7 separate regions of the Mus musculus genome follow, and all the other regions are linked to region 4. The links are chromatin contacts, called in public HiChIP or PLAC-seq and promoter capture Hi-C maps. All regions are on one chromosome and are shown on one strand. Each heading gives the region's core, a stretch centred on a gene start, on an enhancer-like site or on the middle of the called end of the contact. The rest is flanking DNA. Distances are from core to core; before and after follow the strand shown.

Region 1 (2,841 bases), core at 70-2,569, 680 kb after region 4:
CACAGCACAGTCCATTCATTCAGGGTGCACATGATCTGCTCATCCACTGATATCTACAGCTGAGTCACAGCAGGGACAACAGGGAGGGCAGATACAGATGGGGTGTGTGTGGCAGAACAAAAAGTGATAATCCAATCCAACCCCAGGGCTATAAGATGAACTCATCCTGTTCTTACCTCCTAGGTGTAGGAAGTAAGGTTTGAAGACCATTTTGGGGGCTGGTAGGATTCTGCAAGCAACGTGCCCTAACTTCCAGCACAGCATCAAGTGTTATCAGCAGGATCCAACTGCCTGAAAGTAATATGATGTCAGTGGTGCATCAAGTGTCTTTATAGCAGGTAGCATCCTTTCTGCATTTTACCATCAAAGGAAAAGACACAGCGGAGCTTCTGCAATTTCCCTGGATGGACTCAGATAACGACAGCCTCTAGGCAGGGTATCAGGCTTCTAGCACATTCAAAGCTTCCCCTCACAGCAGTGACCACTGTGTCGATGCTGACACAGAAATGTGCATTTCTGTGCCTTGTTCCTGCAGCCTCACCAGGTGCAAATGCAGGATGCATCGTGCAATTCAGCAGAGGAAAGCAAGCCCATTAGCCAGCGCCTTCAAGCTGTGTATTTAGCTTTATGTTGAGTGCTCAGAATGAAATGTGGGGTTTTTCATTTGAGATCATTCTGCCCTGGCGGAGCTCAGTTAACTGCTCTACCTGGAGGTGAATTAGACTGGATACTTATGCAACAGCTATAGTCCTGAATCAGGATTTTTCTAAATTTACACTTGAAAAGAGCCATAGAAATCTATCCCTGGGTCTGTTGACTCTTTTGCCATTGTATAAGCTCTGAGATGACAACAGGAGATAATTCCAGGTGAAATCCAAAGACAGAAACAGAGAGCAACCTCATGCCTGCAAAGACAAGGGGACAGAGATGTATTGCACAATTTAGATGTGGGAAAATACCCAGCTCCTTTTTTATGCAGCTTAATGAAGGCATCGCCACTGTCAAGTGGAAGAAAATAGGCCAAAGGCTGCCCTTGGGTATGCATGCTCCATCGGCTGCTATGGGCTTCTGAGGAACCCTGTATGTATCACTCAGGCAAACGCAAGCTGACCTTGAGCACACAGGGAGAGTGGAGCCCAAATCCCAACACTTGACCTAGATGGCTTTTGAGCACACAGTTCGCCATTGATCCTCTGCAACATCAGTAGCAGATGCAACGACCAATAGACAAATGGAAGTAGTTATCATCAGCATTGCCATGGAAACCCTACTGTTGCTCCCACCTACCCATCTCTCTCATCTCCTGACTGTTGGGTCTTAACCACAAGCATCATTTCTCCTCTCCCACTTCCTAGTATAGATGACACACCAGCTGGTTCAGCCTCTGCATCAATAGGCCATGTGGAATTCCAGCTGGATTGTTCTCTGCTGAAATTTATCTCAGGAACTGGATACAAGGCATTATATCTCTCATCACTCTCCTGAACCAGCAGTCTCTTGGGTTCTATATCTTGAAGCTTTATGGCCAGTGTTCCTCTTCTTCTGGACTTGTGGAGCTCTGAGGCTCATGCCTCTCCACAGAGCCCCATCCAACTGTGGATGCCATATCATTCAACTGCCAGCCCCTTTATCCAGGCCTGATTATGGATAGGACTGCTTAAAACCAATATTTCTGTCACCTCCATGCCTACCACCTACTACTACCCTGCCACCGACAGGAAGGACAGTCAAGAGGGTCCAGCCTCGTCTCTGACATCCTGGCTTCCTTCCTCACTGACTATATAAGTAAGATTATGGCATTGGTTAAACCTGGAAGATATTATTTAACTCCAGGACATCAGAGGAGCTGACAAAATACAGCCATGGGAAGAACAAGTGAATTTTCCACCTCTAGTGTCAGGTAAGCCAGAATAAACAACACCTTGGGTGCTGTAGCTCACCGATCAAGGCTCTTCTGGGAACTGAGTGCAGATCAAAATGTCCTTGCCTGACTGCAGAGGAACCCCTCCACCAGCAACCCAGTATGTGGTACTTCTTCCTTGTAGTCTTGGCTTGCCCCAGATCCTGCTTCATGAGTGACATCGGCTTTCCTCTCCAAAACCGTTCACTCCAGTTCCCACTTCCTCCAACCGCCCCTCCGTACTTTCTCTCACATGTGGTTCTCTCTGACTCTTGGAATGAAGCTCCCTGTCGACCTGTACCAAAGAACCTCCACCCCCACAGGCTCAGAGCCTCCCCTAAGGGTATTCCCATCCTATGACACAAAACCCTACTGTGGCCCACATGCATATCATTTCTTCTCTTCCTCAGAGTGCTGATTCGGGCCTACTCCATACATCTTGATCTGGAGTCTGTTCTCTCTCTCTTCTGCATGTGGCTGGCTGGCTTTCGAGTCTTCCGCCATCAATCTCCCACCCCTTGACCATTTTCCTCTTGCATCCTGGTGGCACAGTGATCACCGATGTGAACAAGCGACTACGTACTCAGAACATGTTGCTCTAAGTGCTACAGTGTCCTTGAGCAGATCCCCAACCTCTGCCCCAACTTAAAAACAGACTCAGGACCTGGTGTTCAAAGGTAGAACTATCTCATTCCCTTTCCAAAACATTGATAACACACATTCTTTTCTCCACAGCTAAGCATGGCCTGGAATTCCTCCACTACAGGGTACCAACATGGCTCCAACTCAAAGCCAGAGCAAGCAGCCACCAAGACAAAATAGGCTTCTTATACTTAACCTTCTATTTTTCTTCTGATGACCACTAAGATTCATTGTGTGGATGTGATGTAAAGTGCTTAAAACCAAGATTTATTATATAGGCACAATGCTAAATGTTTTAA
Region 2 (3,065 bases), core at 557-3,056, 570 kb after region 4:
AACCACTTAGTCTTCTCTCCAGTCCCCTGTCTTGCTCAATGGGAAATAACTGAGACAAACAGAGCCATCTTTAGCGACTGCCTTCAGGGACTCAGGGAGACTTCGTGCTCCTTCTTAGCCAAGAGAAGTCAAGAAAGCTCCATGTTAGCCTTATTGCTGCTCACTGAACTTCCGTGCCCCAGCACTTTTGCTCATATGTGTTGCTATCTTTGTCACCACGGAAACGTTTTTTTCCTTATTTGGCTTCATAATCTCATTAATAAAATAATTTTAAAATTGATGCATAAGGAAACTCCATTTTATTTGAATTTGAAGGAAAACACCAGGGCAGGCAAACTATAAATGTTGTCAGCTGCCAGGATCAAAGAGATGGAAAAGAGGTACAGACGCGGCTGTACTTTTGGGTTGGGGTCTAAGGAAGTATGTAGGTTCTGCAATGGAAGTCAGCAAGCGGATGCATAGTGGACCAACAGCCTCATGGTAGAAGTGGAGGGATGAGCTTCAGAGAACCAGTGAGAGGGAGCCATCATGGAAAACATCCCCAAGCTTTGGCCAATGTCCACAAGAGAGAGGGGGTAGCTTTTCTGAATTACTCAAGTCATGGTAAATTAGATGAACTGACTTATTTTCTTCCCTCCTCCCTCCTTATTCCCTCCTCCCTCCCATTTTCTTCTTCCCATCCTCCCTTCTTGGGATATCTGAAATGTTCAGGCAATGGTATGGCTGTCTTTCTGACTTCATACACAAAGCAGGAATATCTCAGTGTTACATCTTTGCAACTGTTCCTGTGTTGTGATTGACTGGGTACAGAAAGTACTTGTGAATAATGTTGTGGTGATGCCTGCTGTTCCCCTCCCCCTCCCCAGGCTCTCCTCCAATCATAGCTCAACCAGGGCATGGAAGAACTGGAGAACAAAGCATTCTGTGAAGAAGGAATGTGGAGATCTAAGGATCAGAGGAAGGGCATAGTCTCCAGTGCAACCCTTGCCCTACCCAAACAGCTGCCTTTCAGACCTTGCCTGAGAATTCACAGAGCTGGGCTCTGCGGAGGGAGTCAAAAAAGCATAAGGACTTATTTACCAGCGTGTCAAAGTCACTGGTGATGGGTCTTTTCCCACCCAACCCCCAATTCCAAACACTCATTTATCTTTACTATTTGCGTAGAAATTTGAAAATTTTGATGGGGAATTAATTAATGCTTTTTCTGCACAAAATGCTGACATTTTAAGCCCAGCTTTTCTCTGTCCAAAATAATGGGAAATTAGTCAGGAGAAAAATGAGGAGATCTTAGACGATAAGGAAGAGTCAAGTAGATTTTTGTTTCAGTAGATCTGAACTGAATATGTATTTGTGTAACACACACACACACACACACACACACACACACACACAGAGGAAACTGGCAGCTGTATGGCTATATTTTTCCAGAAAATGGCATTGAATAAATTCCACATTTTTGTATGTCTGTTCAGGTTCAAAGAATTTCTATATTAAGCCGTGCAGATGAGTTCAGAACGCTCATGAAATTAGCAAATGCAGCGCAGTGGATACATTTCATCCTTGACATGGTCTCTTGGGAGACTTCTAGGCATTTCAATATGAAACAGGAGCGAGACATTCTCCACAGTGAACCCAGTTTGCCTCTGCAAACCTTCTAAGGCATATAATAATATTCATCCATGGTAGATTAACGGTCTGGTTTGTTTTATTGTGCAGAAAAAGAATGAGATAAATAATGGGCAATACTTCCAGCTGCCGAAACACAATTCAGCCGGTGTCACCGTGGGCGGTGCCATCTGTCTCAACGCTTTATCCCTTGTGCGTCTTCCATGGAAGAAGGCAATGACTTTGTTTGAACTTCAGCTCTTTGGGCAACCCAATACTGTAAATCTTTCTGAACTGCTGCTTTTGTTGGGGGAGAATGATTCCAGAATGAGACTTGTACCAAGGGCAGTGCCAATTAGTACTTCACTGGGGCTGTGAAGTAGTCTCCAAGAACAAAGGAACACCACACAAACAAAAATCAATCAATCAACTGATCAATCAATCAACCAAATAAGAGCCAGAGTCCCTCTGATTGGTCCAAACTTGGTTAGCTCAGGCTGTCAGGCTCCCTTCAGGCTTCCCTGGCTGCGGACCCATTTTCTAGGTTATCGATGACATCACTTTGCCACTTTACTAAACAAAAATAGATCTCCCTCTGGTGGTCTGTGCATTTGTTCAGATTCCAAGGGATGACGATGTAGACCATGGGAGATATGGACAGAAACCTAAAGACTTGCATTAATTCTTACCTTGTCTTTCCTGTGGGGGCACTGAGGCACGTTTAGGGATCCTCCCTGGGGTAAGGCTGACATTACTCTCCTGAGGTACTCGATAGTTTGAAGGACAATAACAGGAAGACACATTGAGAACTATAAACTCTGCCAAATTGTTTCTCCTCTCACCCCCTTTCTCTCTCTCTCTCTCTTCTCCCTTTTCCTCTCCTTCCCCTCTGTGTGTGTGTGTGGGGGGGGTGGGTGAGGTATATTTATGTGTGTGTACTTGTATCTCAGAAATACCAGTAAAACTTCCCTCTTATACATCAATAAGTCAGAATGTAGAATTTCCATTCCTCAAAATGTGACATTGGATCTCAGAGAGACCTGTCACTTCCCTCCTCATTTCAATGAGCAGGGTACTCCAGGGAGAGTGGCCATTGTCAGTGTCACTTATAGACAGGTATGCTTTCTGACTGCTTTTTTGGCTGAGATTTAAAGGACAAATTTCAAATTTAAATAACCATATATAATATCTATCTATCTATCTATCTATCTATCTATCTATCTATCTATCTGACACAATGGGCCTTGTCTGCCTTTTGGCAAGTTGGCAGATCTTCCTGGAAGCATGTCTGTTAGATGATTCTGGGATGGTAAAGGAGGAACAGACATTTAATTGTGGAAAATGAAATCAGGCTTTGCCTTCAGAGACCAGCAAGATCCAAAGTTTGAGCCTATGGAACTTCAGACAAGCCCAGAGGATGACAGAAGCAGCCTGCATTTTCTGACTGAAAGACAAGATAT
Region 3 (3,150 bases), core at 400-2,899, 890 kb after region 4:
AAGTGTATATTACACTGCAGGAACCAGTCATAAGCTGGTTCCAAATCCTGTTAGGAAACTGAAGATTAAAGCATTCTTATTACGATAGCCAGGCATTCCCAAAAATTAAAATACAGATTTTTCTTTTCTTTAGCTGAGTTCTTTAAATGTCAAGTTTCTAATCAGTAAAACCTTCAAGAGTAACATCAGTGTTTTAAACACACCAGAGTAGCTTTGCAGCATCTCACACCGCCAAATCTACAACCAGGGTTCCCACCTTTCCTATCTCACAGGTCAGCCTTTAGTCAATGCAGAGGATTCGGACAGGAGCAGTAACTTTTCTATTCAGTGTCCGTATTTTTTTTTTGCAGCACCATGCACACAGCAGCTACAACTGACAAAAGCCCAGGCTAGAATCCACGTGGAAAGTGCGTGTCCTTGGCACTCACAGTCCCCACACACCTTCCCGCTTCTCTTCTGAAGGGAGCATGGCCATGCTCAGTCTTTCCTTGCTGGAGAAGCTTCACCTTGGCTGTGACCTCAGATACTCTTACAGGAGTTCCCATTAGCATTTACTTACTAACTTAGTTGTGAGTGTTCAAGTGTGCTGTGGTGTGTGTGGAGGTCAGGGGTCAGCTTTGTGGAGTTGGTTCTCTCACCTTCACATGGGCTCACTGAATGGAGTCCAGATCGCCAGGCTTGTGTAGAAAGCACCAATCCTGGTAGAGCCCTCTCCCCAGCCCCATCCTACCCCTCCTCGGGATGAGAGGTTTTCTCAGGCACTTCTGGGCATTCCTTATTCATCCTTAACAAGCTGCTGGTATATCACTTGCTTGGTGCTGAAGGTGTATTGTAAACTATAGTATTTAGTAGGTAGCTGCCTTTCAGCAAATGCTACACACATGCATGCTTGCTATATAATCATTCAAGGACATTCATAGAGCAACTAGACATGGCTAAATACTGATAAGCTATGTCTGAGTATGAGCTAAGGCTTTGTTTCCAGAAGCAAACTTAGCAAATTCTTTATCAGATGAAAATGAGATTTATTTTATGTCATCTAGCACTGGTCTTTTTTATATATTTATGTCTGTTACTCTTTTAGGATATATCTTATGCATGTAGACTCCCAAAACTTATATCAAATGACAACAAATGAACTCTTCACAGCACCAGCACACTCAGCTGCAACATTTAAGCCTTTCATTATATATGACATACTTTCTACACAGACTTCAATCATGCATGGTTCAGGATGGCTCCTGAACACTGTCAAAACACAGAAAAGCACACAATGCTTGATATATCCACAGCACCAACATTTCACATTTCTGTATGGCACTGAACACCATGAATTTAGTCCCGACCCAATAGCCTTGATGCAGTCCGAACACATAAAAGCTGAAGAATCTTTACCATAAAGCAAACCTGGCTCAGCAATTCCAAGAAGGCAAGTGCATCAGCAGAAGGAAGTTAACTCAGATGAGGAATCTGATTGACCTTCATCGCTTTAAAAGAATGCAACATGGGTCGGTTTCTGTCAGCACTGGGAGCTGATTCTGTGCCACAGTGCTCCATACCCAAATACTGTCAGGACACACCTGTGAGAACAGGTTAAGACCAACACTTCTCAAATTCCTGGCCCAAGAGGGACTCGCCCAGAGCCATCAGGACACAGGAACCAAGGAACAGCCAGGGACAGGATCCTTTTTGTTTCCATCTGCACCCTGGAGCTGACCCTGTGCCACAGCTCCCCACACCCAAATTCCTCCCAGAGAGAACTGGTCTCCCAGGAGTACTGACACATAGTGCAGGAGGGACAAGCCACAGTCAGAGGCAGCAAGACCAGCTAACACCAGAGATAACCAGATGGCGAGAGACAACACACCAGAAAAGCAAGAATCTGATTCAAAGTCACATCTCATGATGATGATTGAGGACTTTAAGAAGGACATAAATAACTCCCTTTAAAAAATACAGGACAACACAGGTAAACAGCTAGAAGCCCTTAAAGAGGAAACACAAAAATCACTAAAAGTATTACAGAAAAACACAACCAAACAGGTGAAAGGACAGAATAAAACCATCCAGGATCTAAAAATGGAAATAGAAACAATAAAAAAAAAAATCACAAAGGAAGACAACCCTGGAGATTGAAAACCTAGAAAACAGATCAGGAGTCACAGATACAAGAAGCACCAACAGAGTACAAGAGATAGAAGAGAGAATCTCAGGTGCAGAAGATACCATAGAAAACATTGACCCAACAGTCAAAGAAAATGCAAAAAGCAAAACATCCAGGAAACCCAGGACACAATGAGAAGACAAAATCTAAGGATAATAGGTATAGAAGAGAGTGAAGATTCCCAACTTAAAGGGCCAATAAATACCTTCAACAAAATTATAGAAGAAAACTTCCCTAACCTAAAGAAAGAGATGCACATAAACATACAAGAGGCCTACTGAACTCCAAATATATTTGGACCAGAAAAGAAATTCCTTCTGTCACGTAATAGTCAAGACACCAAATGCACAAAACAAAGAAAGATATTAAAAGTAGTAAGGGAAAAAGGCCAAGTAACATATAAAGGCAGACCTATCTGAATTTCATAGTCTCATCAGAGACTATGAAAACTAGAAGATCCTGGGCAGATGTCATACAGACCCCAAGAAAACACAAATGCCAGCCCAGGCTACTATATCCAGCAAAACTCTCAATTAACATAGATGAAGAAACCAAGATATTCCATGACAAAACCAAACTTACACAGTATCTTTCCACAAATCTAGTTCTACAAAGGATAATAGATGGAAAACGCCAACACAGGAGGGAAACTACGCCCTATAAAAAGCAAGAAAGTAATCTTTCAACAAACCCAAAAGAAGATAGCCACACAAAAATAAAAATAACATCAAAAATAACAGGAAGCAACAATCACTTTTTCTTAATATCTCTTAACAGCAATGGACTCAATTTCCCAATAAAAAGACATAGAATAAAAGACTGGATACGTAAACATGACCTAGCATTTTGCTGCATATGGGAAATGCACCTCAGTGTCAAAGACAGATACTACATCAGAGTAAAGGTCTGGAAAACAATTTTCCAATCAAATGGTCCCAAGATACAAGGTGGAGTAGCCATTCAAATATTGAATAAAATCAACTTTC
Region 4 (2,826 bases), core at 197-2,696:
CTGGGCCAGTTCTCACCTACGCCTAGAGGGGTCAAACATCGCTTTCCATCTCAGGCCTAGCCTCGAACTCCCCACCCAACCCGGGCCTCTGCTCCTGGCCGTCTTACCTGGCCCTTGACCAGGCTGGCAGCAAACTGGCGCATGACGGCCTCCACCGTGTAGGCGCTGGACCAGCCGCGCGGCGTGAGCAGCTCCATGCAGATGGCGCCTCCGTCCAGCACGTAGCCGTTCTCCAGTCGCGGGCTGAGCACCCGCATGAAGGGCGGCGAGAAGGGGAAGTTATCGGGGAAGGTGAGGTTGAGCAGGATGAACTCTGTGTTGGTCTCCTTCATGTCCTGCCACAGCACCGAGTCCTTGTCCACCTGGTGCAGCTTCACGTTCCAGTCGAAGAGGTTCTCGTTTACCAGCTCCACCGAGATGAAGCGGTCGCTGAGGCGCGCGATGTCCTGGAGCTCCTTCATGAGCCGCCGGCTGCGCACCTGTGTGCAGTGCTGCTGGCGCGCCGCGGGCACTAGGCTGCCGCCCGCCGCCGCCGCGGCCACCGCGGGGCCCGGCCCCGCCCTGGCGCCCGCCGCCCGCTCCCGGGGGCCCCCGGCGCCCGCCGCCCCCGCCGCCCCCGCGGCTGGCTGCGGCTGCTTGTCGCGCGCGGCCAGTTCCGCCGCGCGCTTACTCTTGCCCTTGCCGGGCCCCGGGCTGGCGTCGCCTGAGCCCCCGGGGTGCTGCTGTTGCTGCTGCTGCTTGTGGCCGCTGCTCTTACCACCACCTTTGCCGCGCAGCGATGCGCTCTGCTGGCCGCCGCCTCCGCCACGGTGGTTGTGGTGGTGCTTGGGGTCCTCGGTGTCCCGGTTGTGCAGGCGAATGAGCCCGATTTTACGGAGCAGCGTGGCCATCTTAGGCTCGGCTCTGGCGAGGGGCTTGCCGGGGCTCCTGTTCCCCGAGCCGGATAGCTGGGACGCACGGGGCTTGTGGGGGGGAGGCAGACGACCGCTTAGTGGGGCGCGGCGAGGGCCACCTTAGGAGCCGGCGGCCGTGGCGCAGCGGAGCGGGCAGTACCAGCGCTCGCTGGCCGCCTTGTCGCCGCTGTCATATGACGGGTCTTCTCGGGCAAGGGCTCCGGTAGCCCAGGGAGGGGAGGCGTGGAGACGCGGCTCAGCTGCTGTTCCTGGCCGGTCCCTGGGCGCAGTCCCCGGACGCCGGGTGTCCGTGGTCCTTTGTGCGCGGCCGCAGACCCGCTGGTCCCGAGTCTAAGAGCTGCACCGCGGCGCGCACAACCGCCCGCGGTGCCCCGGAGACAGCGAGGTGGCCGTGGAGTCGCGCTGTGCGCCTGCCGGGCCGTGCTGCGCTGGCGGCTACCGCGGGGCCCGGGCCACTGCCGCTCTCGTTGCCGCCGCCGCTGCGGCTGCTGACATTGCAGAGGCGGCTGCTCCGTCTGAGCCGAGCCCGGCGCGGAGGGGGCGGCACTGCCGGCCGGGAGGGGGAGCGCGGGGCGGAGCCGCGGGCTTGACTGCACCGAGCCACCCCCGCCGCCAGGTTCCTGCGGCGACACACGCACGGCCGCTGGGGGGAGACAGCGGTACGCGCCCGCACCATTTTCTCCTGGCTGCGTGCTAGCTGCGTGCGCTGGGGAGCCAGGGGAGGGCTGGCCTGAGCGTGCTAATAGGGTCTCTCAGAATCACTGCATTCTTTGGGACCCTAAAACCTGAATGCTGTGTTTGAGGTCCGGGCCTTATATCCCATTTAACCTCCTTAGGACAACCAGAGGGAAAAGGTGGAAATCAACCTCTTTATTAATCCTTCTAACCAGAGGTATGAGCCCAATGTTTCTACGCAACACTTCTGGGCGGTGGGAGCCTAGAATGACAGAAGGAACACGTAAGGACTTTAAAGTCAGGGCGGAAAGCGGGATGAAAGGGTAGATCTACTGCAAACTTAAAGAACAGCCCGTTCAAAGTCACGACTAAAAGCAAACCTTTAGCCAATCCACTCAGCCCTCACTGGTTTGCTCCTTCCACCCCATCCCCTGCCTGCTGGCCGCAGCGTTTCGGCTTTCCATGGCCAGGCTGTGCGTGGTGGCTGCTTTCCAAAATGCAGCGGAGAATAACACCAGACGCCTTCTCTGGCGCTGACCGGTGCTAAGAGCGGGAAAGGACTTTCCGAGCAGCAACCCCCGTTGGCCACCCCCTCCCCGCCCCCCAGGGCTGCTCTCCTGAGTGAGGGACCTCCACAATACTCAAATGAGGGAGAGATCCGCCTTCCGCCTGCAGATTCACAGTCCACCCTGCCTTTCCTTCTTCCTTCAGCCTGTGGAAACTCACTTAAAAATCTGGTGAAAATTCCAACTAAAATCTATTTCAGATTAGCTCGAACTGTGACGGTTCCGGTGTGCAGCGTGTGGCCCAATGGCGTAGGCGAAACCAATCCCTCAAGAACAACGAATATTATCCCGCTGCCATCCTAACTGGCGTCAGAGCCTACTGCCTCTGCTGGTGTGTGGATGGGGGGAAGAGAGGGGAGGGGAAGCAGCTCAGCTCTTCAGGACAGGCGTTCCTTCTAGATGACAGCCCCTTGCCTTTCTGCCCCTCACATCTTTTACCAAATTTTGAGTTTTCACTGTGGAAAATAACTGGTGATGTCGCTGTGAAGACACAGACCTGGGTTTGGAGATTCAGATTTGGGGATAGATGTGTAATGGGGGAGCCAGGCTAGCTGGTGTAGATGAGGAGTAGAAGGTTCACACCCACCCAACATTGCACCTGGGAGAGGGTGGTTCTCCAGAGAGCCTGTCAATCCTTTGACTTTCAACAGGACCCACAGGGTGATTTGGAC
Region 5 (3,042 bases), core at 522-3,021, 640 kb after region 4:
ATATGAATACAGATATAGATACAGATACAGATATATGGTGGATGTTTTAGGAAACTGGTTCTTGCTTTACACAGCTTGGTATAAGAAGACAACTATAGGTCTCATGCAGATGTTATCCCAAGGGACAAGGTGAAGCAAGAGAGGATCTTAAAGTGTGAAGACAAAAAGTCCAGTAAAAAGTGAGGGTGAAAAGTATTGAGGGACCTGGGAAGCAAACTAACAAAGATCAGAGGTTGTAATTAGGCAGAACAGATGCTTAGAGTTATCAAGCATTGGGATACACCTTAGGTTAACAACTCCAGGAACCACACATAGGCTGAGTCCACGGACAGGCATGGTAGGGCAGGATCAGAATGCCTGGGAAAAGTGGGTTGGCAGACACTATTGTGGATGCCAACAAGTGCTTGATGACAGGAACCTGATACAGCTGTCTCCTGAAAGGCTCTGCTAGTGCCTGAAAAATACAGGAGTGGATGCTCATAGCCATCCATTGGATGGAGCACAGGGTTCCCTATGGGGAAGCTAGAGAAAGTACCCAAGGAGCTGCAGGGGTTTGCAGCCCCATAGGAGGAACAACAATATGAGCTAACCAGTACTCCCCAGAGCTCCCAACCAAAGAAAACACATGGCTATAGCTGCATATGTAGCAGAGGATGGCCTAGTCGGTCATCAATGGGAGGAGAGGTCCTAGGTCCTGTGAAGGTTCTATGCCCCATTATAGGGGAATGCCAGGACCAGGAAGTGGGAGTGAGTAGGTTGGAGAGCAGGGGGAGGGGGAAAGGGATAGTGGGTTTTCAGAGGGGAAACCAAGAACAGGGATAACATTTGAAATGTAAATAAAGAAAATATCTAATACAAATAAGTAAATAAATAAATAAATGGGTTGGGCAGCTGTGGGGGGGGGGGGCATCAGCAGCCATACACACTCCTGGGTGACTGTTTAGCCTTGCCTTGTGTGCTGAGCTTCTGAAAACTCTGCAATGAGAATTAACTTCTGAGAGGATAACCTTGACTCTGACGAAGGAGATGAGCATGTACAAACCTAGAGACAGCTCGTTGTAGTGACAGCATTAGAGGAGAGATCTTTGTGGAAGGCTCAGTGGCCTTGGATGATGGGGGATTGAGCAGCTGTGAGGAGCAGCAGCTGTGGGGATGGAGCAACTGTGAAGATGGAGCAGTGTGGGGATGGAGCAGCTGTGAGGAGGAGCAGCTGTGGGGATGGAGCAGCTGTGGGGATGGAACAGCTGTGGGGATGGAACAGCTGTGGGGATGGAGCAGCTGTGAAGATGGAGCAGTGTGGGGATGGAGCAGCTGTGAGGAGGAGCACCTGTGGGGAGCAAGCAGCTGTGGGGATGGAGTAGCTGTGAGGAGGAGCAGCTGTGGGGATGGAGCAGCTGTGAGGATAGAGCAGCTGTGGATGTGGAACAGCTGTGAGGAAAGCACTTTGCAAAGCTCCCCAATAATGATGTGCTCAGAAGCCCAGCTTACACTGAGATACTTACAACATTACAAGACCTCAGTAGCCAAAGTCACAACCCTGACACACAGAAACATCCCTGGGATGTGTGTAGGTACAGACATTAAATAGACACAGAAAGCAAATACCAGAGCCAGACTTTAAAAAAAAAACCAAACCATCCTCCTACAAGGAAACATTTAGATATGACATTCCAACAAACAGTGGAGAGAGAACCAACAGATCTGTGGAAAAAAACAGATCTGAAGGACCTGAAATTGCTTTTAAAGAAAATAAGCAGGAGGCCTCTGAAGTCCGTTGGCACCAGCATCGTGTATAAGCACACTCGCCAGCCAGCTCTTTAATGGGACCGTATCTGTGATAGCTAAGCATTCATTACTACCGTGCCATCAAAGCAGGGCCAGATAATTGCCTTCATAGATAGTCCTGAAAATATTTTGGTTTCTTGGATATCTTTTCATTTAGGAGTTAATGTGTGGTAAACGAAAGCAATTTGTATTAATGCGTGCTCAGGCCGTGATTTATTTTTGTCTGCTCTTTCTAGAATTAAAGAGTCTCAGCAAATTTTCTGTGACATCAGGAGCATATTCATAGGCCATTCTAAATTGTTGTCCTTGGAAACCAAATGCATTTCAGTATCCAACCTTTCCTCTGAAATTTAGCCTGTGTTATTTGCAGAGCTGAAGAAATGGACGGAAAAGGGTACCCCTGGTTCTGCCTGAGAGTCTTTGTGAAGGACACTAGAAGGTCTTAGTCAGAATAGAATGAGAAACCGGGCTCTTTCTTCCATATGCAATAAATGTTAGCAACTGATGGCTCCCCAGGCATGTTCTTTCCAACATATAAATTGATGCCTGTGCAGTGTGTGGATCATATACAGTAGTTGTGTCATCTCTTCTCCTGTGTGAGTATTATCAGGAACTTACTGTGAGGGTCATGACTAAAACTTAGGTCTTGTCTCCCACTTCACATGAGGAGCGTATATTAAATCAATTTGTATGAGAACTAATATTTTAGGCAAATACTAAAACTACTTATATGAACACACTGTTTTCAAGCACCTTCAAGTGTCTAGAAACCTCTGTTTCCTGGTAAACACTTGACATGGTAATTGAAAATTATTCTTGCCTCTTTATTAAGAAGGTTTCTCCATGAAGACCTTTTAGATACATCTTTTTGAGTGTGCCCCTGTTTAATATCAGAACACCAGAAAGTGTTAAAAGTAGGTAACCATGGAAATCTTTTCTAATTTGATTTCCTACTTGTTAAAGCTGGGGCAGTCGCATAACTGTATACCAATTCACACCTCCCCCAGTCGAGTTCTAGGACTTGCTGTACGTGAGGGATCATTGCTGGCACCTGGGGGCTTGGTGACAGTAGATTCACAGGCCTAGGGATTACATCTGCTGCATGTAAACGCTGCAAATGTTATGCAGATAAAGAAGAATATCTGTGTTCACAACACAAGCACAGTATTGTGGAGATAAAACACCGAGGAAGATAAAGGGAAGAAAGGTTTGCTTTAAAAGCTCACGGTTTCAAAAAAACTTCAGTCTAAGATTGTG
Region 6 (2,770 bases), core at 204-2,703, 740 kb before region 4:
CTAACAGAGTTTCTGTGTCCTTGAGGCAGCGTGAGCTGAATCTGCTTGAGACTGGTGAAAACAGGCATGTCTTTACATTCTAAGCTCTGGGAACACCGTTCAGCAGAAACATCCCGCATTATCCTCTAACCACACAACTCACGAGCTGATCCAGGCCTCGGACAAGACAGTCTGCACAGGCAAATCATGGTCAGGGGGAAAAGTTTGAACCACACTGAAGAGAAGGGAGCGCTAAGAGGAAGTTACCGCCATCTACAGATTTCCTTACAGGGCTCCAGGGAGCCAGCCTGAGATTCCTGACTGAAAATTATGAACCAGAAAAACTGACATCAGCTATTGAGCTGCGTTAATGCTTCTAGCCGTGAAAACATGCTTTAACCATCAGCAGGGAACCATGATCGAGTCCTGCACTTCTCTAAAAAGGGGAAAGCAGCGAGGGTCCCTTCCATTTTTAGCTCACTTATAGTCTCTGGAGATGAGGCTTGGGCATCTGCTCAACACTCCATCACTTTCTCTCTACATGGCTAAACACGAAAAGATTCAAAAGCCAAGATGCACAACATTATCTGGTTTTCATTTTCGCTGTCATGAACTGCTTTCCCAAAGCACCTTGTTTTTTAAGAGTTAAATGATGCCCAGACCAAACTCAGAGAGGAGAGCCGGGGGCGTTCCGCGGACAGGGATGGGAGGCAGCTAGCGCGCCAAGGAAGCCTGAGGACTGCCTCTGCTGCGGGCAGCGGCGCCGGGAGAAAGCGCAGAGTTGGCCACGGGGCGCAGAGATGCTGAACCCACACGCCCTGCCCGTCCACCTGGAGCAAGCCCTGGCAACTTTATTTTGGGCAAAGCCTTCCAAGGAAACTTTTCCTCTGTCCACAGCTCTCGCCCTAGCCAGGCCGGCCTCGGGCAGGGCACAGGGGTGAGGAGCAGCCTGGGGCGGGACACGGTCGCCTGCGCGGTCCCCTCGGAGCCACGGGGAGGCCACTCACCAGCCCGAGCGCGAAGAAGACGGCGAGCAGGGCGAGGCAGGCGCCCATGACGATGAGCAGCAGGAAGACGATGAGAGGGTGCTGCTGGCTCATGCAGTAGTAGGACTCGTAGAGCCAGTCCCGGGACCGCTGCAGCCCCTCGCCGCCGCCCGCCGCCGCTGCTGCCGCCGCCTCGGCGCGGTCCCGCAGGTAGCGGCGCCGCCGCATCGCCTCCTGCCACATCGGGGCGGCTCGCGGGGCGCCCGCTGTGCGCGCCCTGCCCGGGCAGCGCCGCTCTGTGGTCACCTACCGCCTGCCGCCCCCGCGCTTCGCGACCCGCCGGCTGCCCGCCCGGAGCTGTGCTCAGGGGCCTCGGGCGCGGGCGGAGCTCGGAGCCCCGGGCTGGGCGCGCTGACGCGCGGGCGGGGGCCGGGGGCGGCCTCAGGGCAGCTCCCGGGCGCCGCCGCCGCCACCACCGCTCGCGAGGGCGGGAGCCACCCGGCCCCTCGGCCCGCCTCGCCCCACCCCGCGCGCAGCGCACCGGCCTCCGCGCAGGGGCGGCGCCGGCCCGCGCCCACCACCGCCCCCCGACGGCCAGGCTGGGCTCCAGAGAAAGCTTCAGACCGAGTCCTTGCCCTCCAGCCTGTCGCAGGCTGCACAGTGGGGCGCCTCCTCCTCTCGCTTTTGGACTCCAGCCAGGCAGATTGGGGCTTCAGCCTTGTTCTCCACTACAGCAGAGAACAGCCTGAGGGCTACTGTTGGGCTCCTGGAGTCTCCCACCTGACTGCCAGAGTCCCCACTGCCTCTCCATGATCTCACAAGGCAGCAGTGTAAAAGGCTGCCATGCTTTAATACCCCCCAGCCTGGAGAGGGGGTCCCATATCCCTGACCACCCCTCTTTAGTATGCCTACTTAGCAAAATGTGGCTTCTTTCTCACTTTCTCTATTGTAATTTGACTCCCAGTACAGAGCAGGAGTTAGGACCCTCCAGGACTTGTGGGAGTCCTTTTGAAAGAATGGCCCCCACGAACTCAATTACACAGTGACTGGAGACACCTGTGGTCCTCAGGCAGCGGGCCTCTCCTTTTCTCTGCCTTTGCTCTCCGCGCCTTAGAAGTACCCTATGGACCTCTGTGTTTGGCATCGCAGATCTCCCCAGAACCCTTTCAGTCAGACAGGGATGGCACAGAAGTTGGAGCAAGGAATGAGAATCATCCTCTGTGGGCAAGGTTGGCTTGGGAATCACTCATCCCATGCCGCTTGACACTCTCGGGGACCAAATGCACGAAGCATGACAGACCTAGCTAGATCCTCGTGGACAGGCTGGGCAGGCATTTCGTGGTTGTGACCTCAACCTTTGTTCTTTCTAGATGACAGGACTAACCACTGACCTTCAAAAGACTGCTTCTAGAAGGTTCCTATTTTCCTGTCCTTCCATCCAAAGAACCCACAAGCCATTTTTCTCCCCCAAATCATTTTCTAAGGAGTCCAAAACACAACACCGCCTCAAGAGCTATTCCACATTCTCTGTCAGCCCGGAACTGCCTTAGACCTTTGCATGTTCCCTGACAGCAGCCTGCCTACCTGAGTTGCAAGCCAGCCAGCATGAACAGGTAAGCTGAATAACTGTGTGACTCTCAAATGCTGGACCTAGGCCATGCACAGAGTCTCAGACCCAGGGATTTCCAGGGATTTTATTTTTGGACCCAGAGAGTGAAGACACAGCTGTGTTCTCAACCTCGATAGAGGGCAAGGATGGAGTTAATGGGAGAGTTGACTTGAAATCCAGGACATCCCAGCTTTCC
Region 7 (2,890 bases), core at 250-2,749, 740 kb after region 4:
TAATGTTCAACAAGATGATAAAATGCTGCTTCAGTGTATATATTATTACCATGCTTTGGTTAGAAATTTCTTTTAGATTTTTATAAAGTTTCATTTTTATTTTGGGGTGTATGTGAGAAAAGGTTTAGTCAGCTTACACTTCCACATAGCTGTTCATCACTAAAGGAAGTCAGGACAGGAACTCAAATGAGGTAGGAACCTGGAGACAGGAGCTGATGTAGAGACAGTGAAGAAATGCTGCTTACTGGCTTGCTCCTTGTGGATTGCTTGGCCTATATTCTTATAGAACTCAAAACCATCAGCCAAGGGATAGCACCACCCACAATGGGCTCTCCCCCATTGATCACTAATTGAGAAAATGCCTTACAGCTGGATATTGTGGAGGTATTTCCTCAATGGAGACTCCTTCCACTCTGATAACTCTAGCTTGTGTCAAGTTGACACACAAAACCAGTCAGTACAACTGATTGTCAACTTGACACACAAACACATCATTATTAAGCCATGGCCCTTCATTTCTTATTTATCCCCAAGATCTCACCTTAAAAACATAAATGACTTTAAAAGTCCCACAGTCTTTACAAATGCAAGTACATTAAAATTTCAGTCTCTTGAAAATATCCAATATTTTTTAAATTCCAAAGTTTTTTAAAACTTCAAAATTTGTCAGCTATGGGCTCCAGGAAAATACTTTCTTATTTCAAGGGGAAAATCAGGGCACAGTCACAATCACAATCAAAGCAAAATCAAATTTCAACCATCCAATGTCTGAAAGCCACTCAAGATCTTCTGGACTCCTCCAAAGGGTTTGGGTCACTTATCCAGCTCTTCCATCTGTAGCACACTGCTTGTCTTCTACGCTCCACTTGGTTCCACTCCACCATTGCTGCTGTTCTTGGCGGTCATCCCATGGTACTGGCTTCTACAAAATGCTGGGGTCTTCAGCTGCAGCTAAACTGCATTTTGAAGTGGGAATTTTCTCCTTCGTCTACTCATATTGTTCTTAGGTTAGGTCTTTTCGTGGTGTCCCAAGTTTCCTGGATGTTTTGCATCAGAAACTCTTTAGATTTAATATTTTATTTGACTACTGTATCAATTCCATTGTACCTTCTACACCTGAGATTCTGTCGTCCATCTCCTGTAATCTGTTGGTGATACTTGCATCTGCTGTTCTTGTTCTTCCCTGGGTTTTCCATCTCAGGATTCCATCAGTTTGTGTTTTCTTTATTACTTCTATTTCCAGTTTTGTACCTTGAACTGTTTTATCATTTCCTTCCCTTGTTCGATTATATTTTCCTATATTTCTTTAAGGAATTTACTCATTTCCTCTTTAGAGGTCTCTATTATCTTCTCAAGATTTGATTTAAGGTCATTTCCTTGTGCTTCAGTTGTTTTAATGTATCTGGTGCTTGCTGTATTAAGATAGCTAGGTTCTGGTGGTTCCATATTGCCCTGGCTCTTGTTAGTGTTTTTAAGCTGTCCTTTAGCCATCTGGCTGTCCCTGGTGTTGGCAGGCCACCCACGATGCAGGCAGAGTTGTGTGCCAGAAAATGGAGTACAGGGAAGCATCTGTAGTTTATCTCTGTTGGCAGTGCTTTATGGGGACATAAAGGCAAGCAATCGGTACCTTAGTGTCTCACCTGGTAGTCTCTGATAGCAGCAGGCCTCTTGAGATGCAGGCATAGCTGTGAGCCAGAAAGTGGTGTACAGAGGTGACAGAGTATATCTCACTGCGCTGGGCTAGCCGAGGAGACCCAGCAGGCAGGGGCTTGGGGCTTGGGGAATCTCACTATGTTGTTCTATGTAGCGGCAGACCTCTAGAGATGCAGGCAGACCTGTGGCCTGGGGAGTGGAGTGCACAGGAGTCAGGGCGTAGCTTACAGCTCCAGGGTCAGAGGGGAATCTTACCTAGTAGTCCCTAATGGCAGCAGATTCTGCTCTACAAAAATTTTAAGTGCACATGCATGTGTGCATGTGTGCGTGTAAGTGCCATGCTGTCCTGACAGAGGCATCAGATGCACTGGGACTGGAGTTGCAGGTGGTTGTGAGCTGCTTACTATGGGTCTATGGGTGCTAAGAATTGAACCCAGGTCCTCAGGACGATCGGCACATGCTCTGAACTGTTGGCCATCTCTCCACCCCACTTTGGGAAATTTTTTAAGGGATTTATTTTTGGAGGATTGTCAATGCAACAAAATCAGCTTGTCACTCAGAAGATAAACATTTAAAAGTGCACAAGTTAAATTATCTTTATTTCTTCCTGTCCATCCCTAGTTTGGATGACAGACATGAGGGTCCTGGTAGCTGACTATGTGAGGGGCATTGTTTGTAAAGACCAAGGACAAATAAATGATGCCACCCAAGAAAGATGGTGGACAGGGGGGAGCAATCATCACTGTACAAATCACTCACTTTATGCCTGAAAGAAGAATGGAGATCAAGTATGTGTGGGCACAGAACCAAAGGCCAGGGTTGACAAACCCAGGAAGGTTCATTTGTTCTGGGAAGTGACTCTGATATAAGCATTTGTTCTCACACACTCAGATGGGTTATGACTAAGTACTTCTTTGGAGAGATTAGGTGGTGGAAGGAAACAGCTCTGATAAGATGTCTGCCCGAAGCCACAGACCAGCAGTGGGGAATCTTAAAGAGAGCAAACTACTGTCTATACTGGCTGGTTTTGTGTATCAACTTGACAGAAGCTGGAGTTATCACAGAAAAAGGAGCCTCTCTTGAGGAAATGCCTCCAGGAGATCCAGTTGTAAGGCATTTTCTCAATTAGTGATCAAGGGTGGGAGAGCCCATTGCGGGAGGTGCCATCCCTGGGCTGGTGGTCCTCGGTTCTATAAGAAAGGAAGCTGAGCAAGCCAGGGGAAGCAGTAAGCAGCAT

What was found. Promoter capture Hi-C pulls out the DNA fragments that hold promoters and counts their contacts. HiChIP or PLAC-seq counts read pairs in DNA pulled down with a chosen protein or histone mark.
Region 1: a promoter capture Hi-C map of hippocampal neurons shows a contact between it and region 4, with 5 times the contacts expected there. The contact joins the enhancer-like site here to the promoter of Ube2ql1 in region 4. A contact is called at or near these places in 9 of 39 promoter capture datasets (cranial neural crest, embryonic stem cells, hippocampal neurons and 5 more), 2 of 484 Hi-C or Micro-C datasets (cortical neurons and embryonic stem cells), 5 of 115 datasets of contacts at active chromatin or transcription factors (VIP interneurons, embryonic hindbrain, embryonic midbrain and 2 more) and 1 of 9 other capture datasets (embryonic stem cells).
Region 2: an H3K4me3 HiChIP or PLAC-seq map of neural tube shows a contact between it and region 4, with 5 times the contacts expected there. The contact joins the enhancer-like site here to the promoter of Ube2ql1 in region 4. A contact is called at or near these places in 8 of 39 promoter capture datasets (cranial neural crest, embryonic stem cells, frontonasal cranial neural crest and 4 more), 5 of 115 datasets of contacts at active chromatin or transcription factors (differentiating embryonic stem cells, embryonic forebrain, embryonic hindbrain and 2 more) and 1 of 9 other capture datasets (adipose tissue).
Region 3: a promoter capture Hi-C map of embryonic stem cells shows a contact between it and region 4, with 5 times the contacts expected there. The contact joins the enhancer-like site here to the promoter of Ube2ql1 in region 4. A contact is called at or near these places in 7 of 39 promoter capture datasets (embryonic stem cells, frontonasal cranial neural crest, liver and 4 more), 2 of 484 Hi-C or Micro-C datasets (both in embryonic stem cells), 9 of 115 datasets of contacts at active chromatin or transcription factors (craniofacial prominence, embryonic basal ganglia, embryonic stem cells and 4 more) and 1 of 9 other capture datasets (embryonic stem cells).
Region 5: a promoter capture Hi-C map of hippocampal neurons shows a contact between it and region 4, with 4 times the contacts expected there. The contact joins the enhancer-like site here to the promoter of Ube2ql1 in region 4. A contact is called at or near these places in 5 of 39 promoter capture datasets (cranial neural crest, embryonic stem cells, hippocampal neurons and 2 more) and 4 of 115 datasets of contacts at active chromatin or transcription factors (embryonic forebrain, embryonic midbrain, forebrain and 1 more).
Region 6: a promoter capture Hi-C map of liver shows a contact between it and region 4, with 3 times the contacts expected there. The contact joins the promoter of Adcy2 here to the promoter of Ube2ql1 in region 4. A contact is called at or near these places in 2 of 39 promoter capture datasets (the 3T3-L1 cell line and liver).
Region 7: a promoter capture Hi-C map of hippocampal neurons shows a contact between it and region 4, with 5 times the contacts expected there. The contact joins the enhancer-like site here to the promoter of Ube2ql1 in region 4. A contact is called at or near these places in 8 of 39 promoter capture datasets (cranial neural crest, embryonic stem cells, frontonasal cranial neural crest and 5 more), 4 of 115 datasets of contacts at active chromatin or transcription factors (craniofacial prominence, embryonic forebrain, embryonic hindbrain and 1 more) and 1 of 9 other capture datasets (embryonic stem cells).

What each region holds. Positions count from the first base shown.
Region 1 is chr13:70,416,977-70,419,817 of GRCm38.p6, forward strand. No RefSeq gene overlaps it. Among named protein-coding and RNA genes, the nearest start is that of Gm36216, 140 kb to the left of the region's middle. Within about 2 kb of position 1,320, at least 8 of the 459 cell types and tissues checked have an H3K27ac peak or open chromatin away from gene starts, as enhancers often do. A contact at or near this core is called in VIP interneurons and hippocampal neurons, where this site is marked.
Region 2 is chr13:70,309,810-70,312,874 of GRCm38.p6, forward strand. No RefSeq gene overlaps it. Among named protein-coding and RNA genes, the nearest start is that of Gm36216, 33 kb to the left of the region's middle. Within about 2 kb of position 1,807, at least 10 of the 459 cell types and tissues checked have an H3K27ac peak or open chromatin away from gene starts, as enhancers often do. A contact at or near this core is called in neural tube, where this site is marked.
Region 3 is chr13:70,624,957-70,628,106 of GRCm38.p6, forward strand. All of the region lies in intron 1 of Ice1 (interactor of little elongation complex ELL subunit 1), which reads right to left. Among named protein-coding and RNA genes, the nearest start is that of Ice1, 11 kb to the right of the region's middle. Within about 2 kb of position 1,650, at least 9 of the 459 cell types and tissues checked have an H3K27ac peak or open chromatin away from gene starts, as enhancers often do. A contact at or near this core is called in embryonic stem cells, where this site is marked.
Region 4 is chr13:69,738,451-69,741,276 of GRCm38.p6, forward strand. It overlaps Ube2ql1 (ubiquitin-conjugating enzyme E2Q family-like 1), which reads right to left and starts at 1,447. Exons shown (of 2, transcript NM_001145162.1): 1 at 108-1,447. The coding sequence starts at 890.
Region 5 is chr13:70,378,145-70,381,186 of GRCm38.p6, forward strand. No RefSeq gene overlaps it. Among named protein-coding and RNA genes, the nearest start is that of Gm36216, 100 kb to the left of the region's middle. Within about 2 kb of position 1,772, at least 3 of the 459 cell types and tissues checked have an H3K27ac peak or open chromatin away from gene starts, as enhancers often do. A contact at or near this core is called in hippocampal neurons, where this site is marked.
Region 6 is chr13:68,998,088-69,000,857 of GRCm38.p6, forward strand. It overlaps Adcy2 (adenylate cyclase 2), which reads right to left and starts at 1,454. Exons shown (of 25, transcript NM_153534.2): 1 at 987-1,454. The coding sequence starts at 1,208. It overlaps Gm35161 (a long non-coding RNA gene), which reads left to right and starts at 1,458. Exons shown (of 5, transcript XR_873632.3): 1 at 1,458-2,578.
Region 7 is chr13:70,474,047-70,476,936 of GRCm38.p6, forward strand. No RefSeq gene overlaps it. Among named protein-coding and RNA genes, the nearest start is that of 1700100L14Rik, 98 kb to the right of the region's middle. Within about 2 kb of position 1,500, at least 3 of the 459 cell types and tissues checked have an H3K27ac peak or open chromatin away from gene starts, as enhancers often do. A contact at or near this core is called in hippocampal neurons, where this site is marked.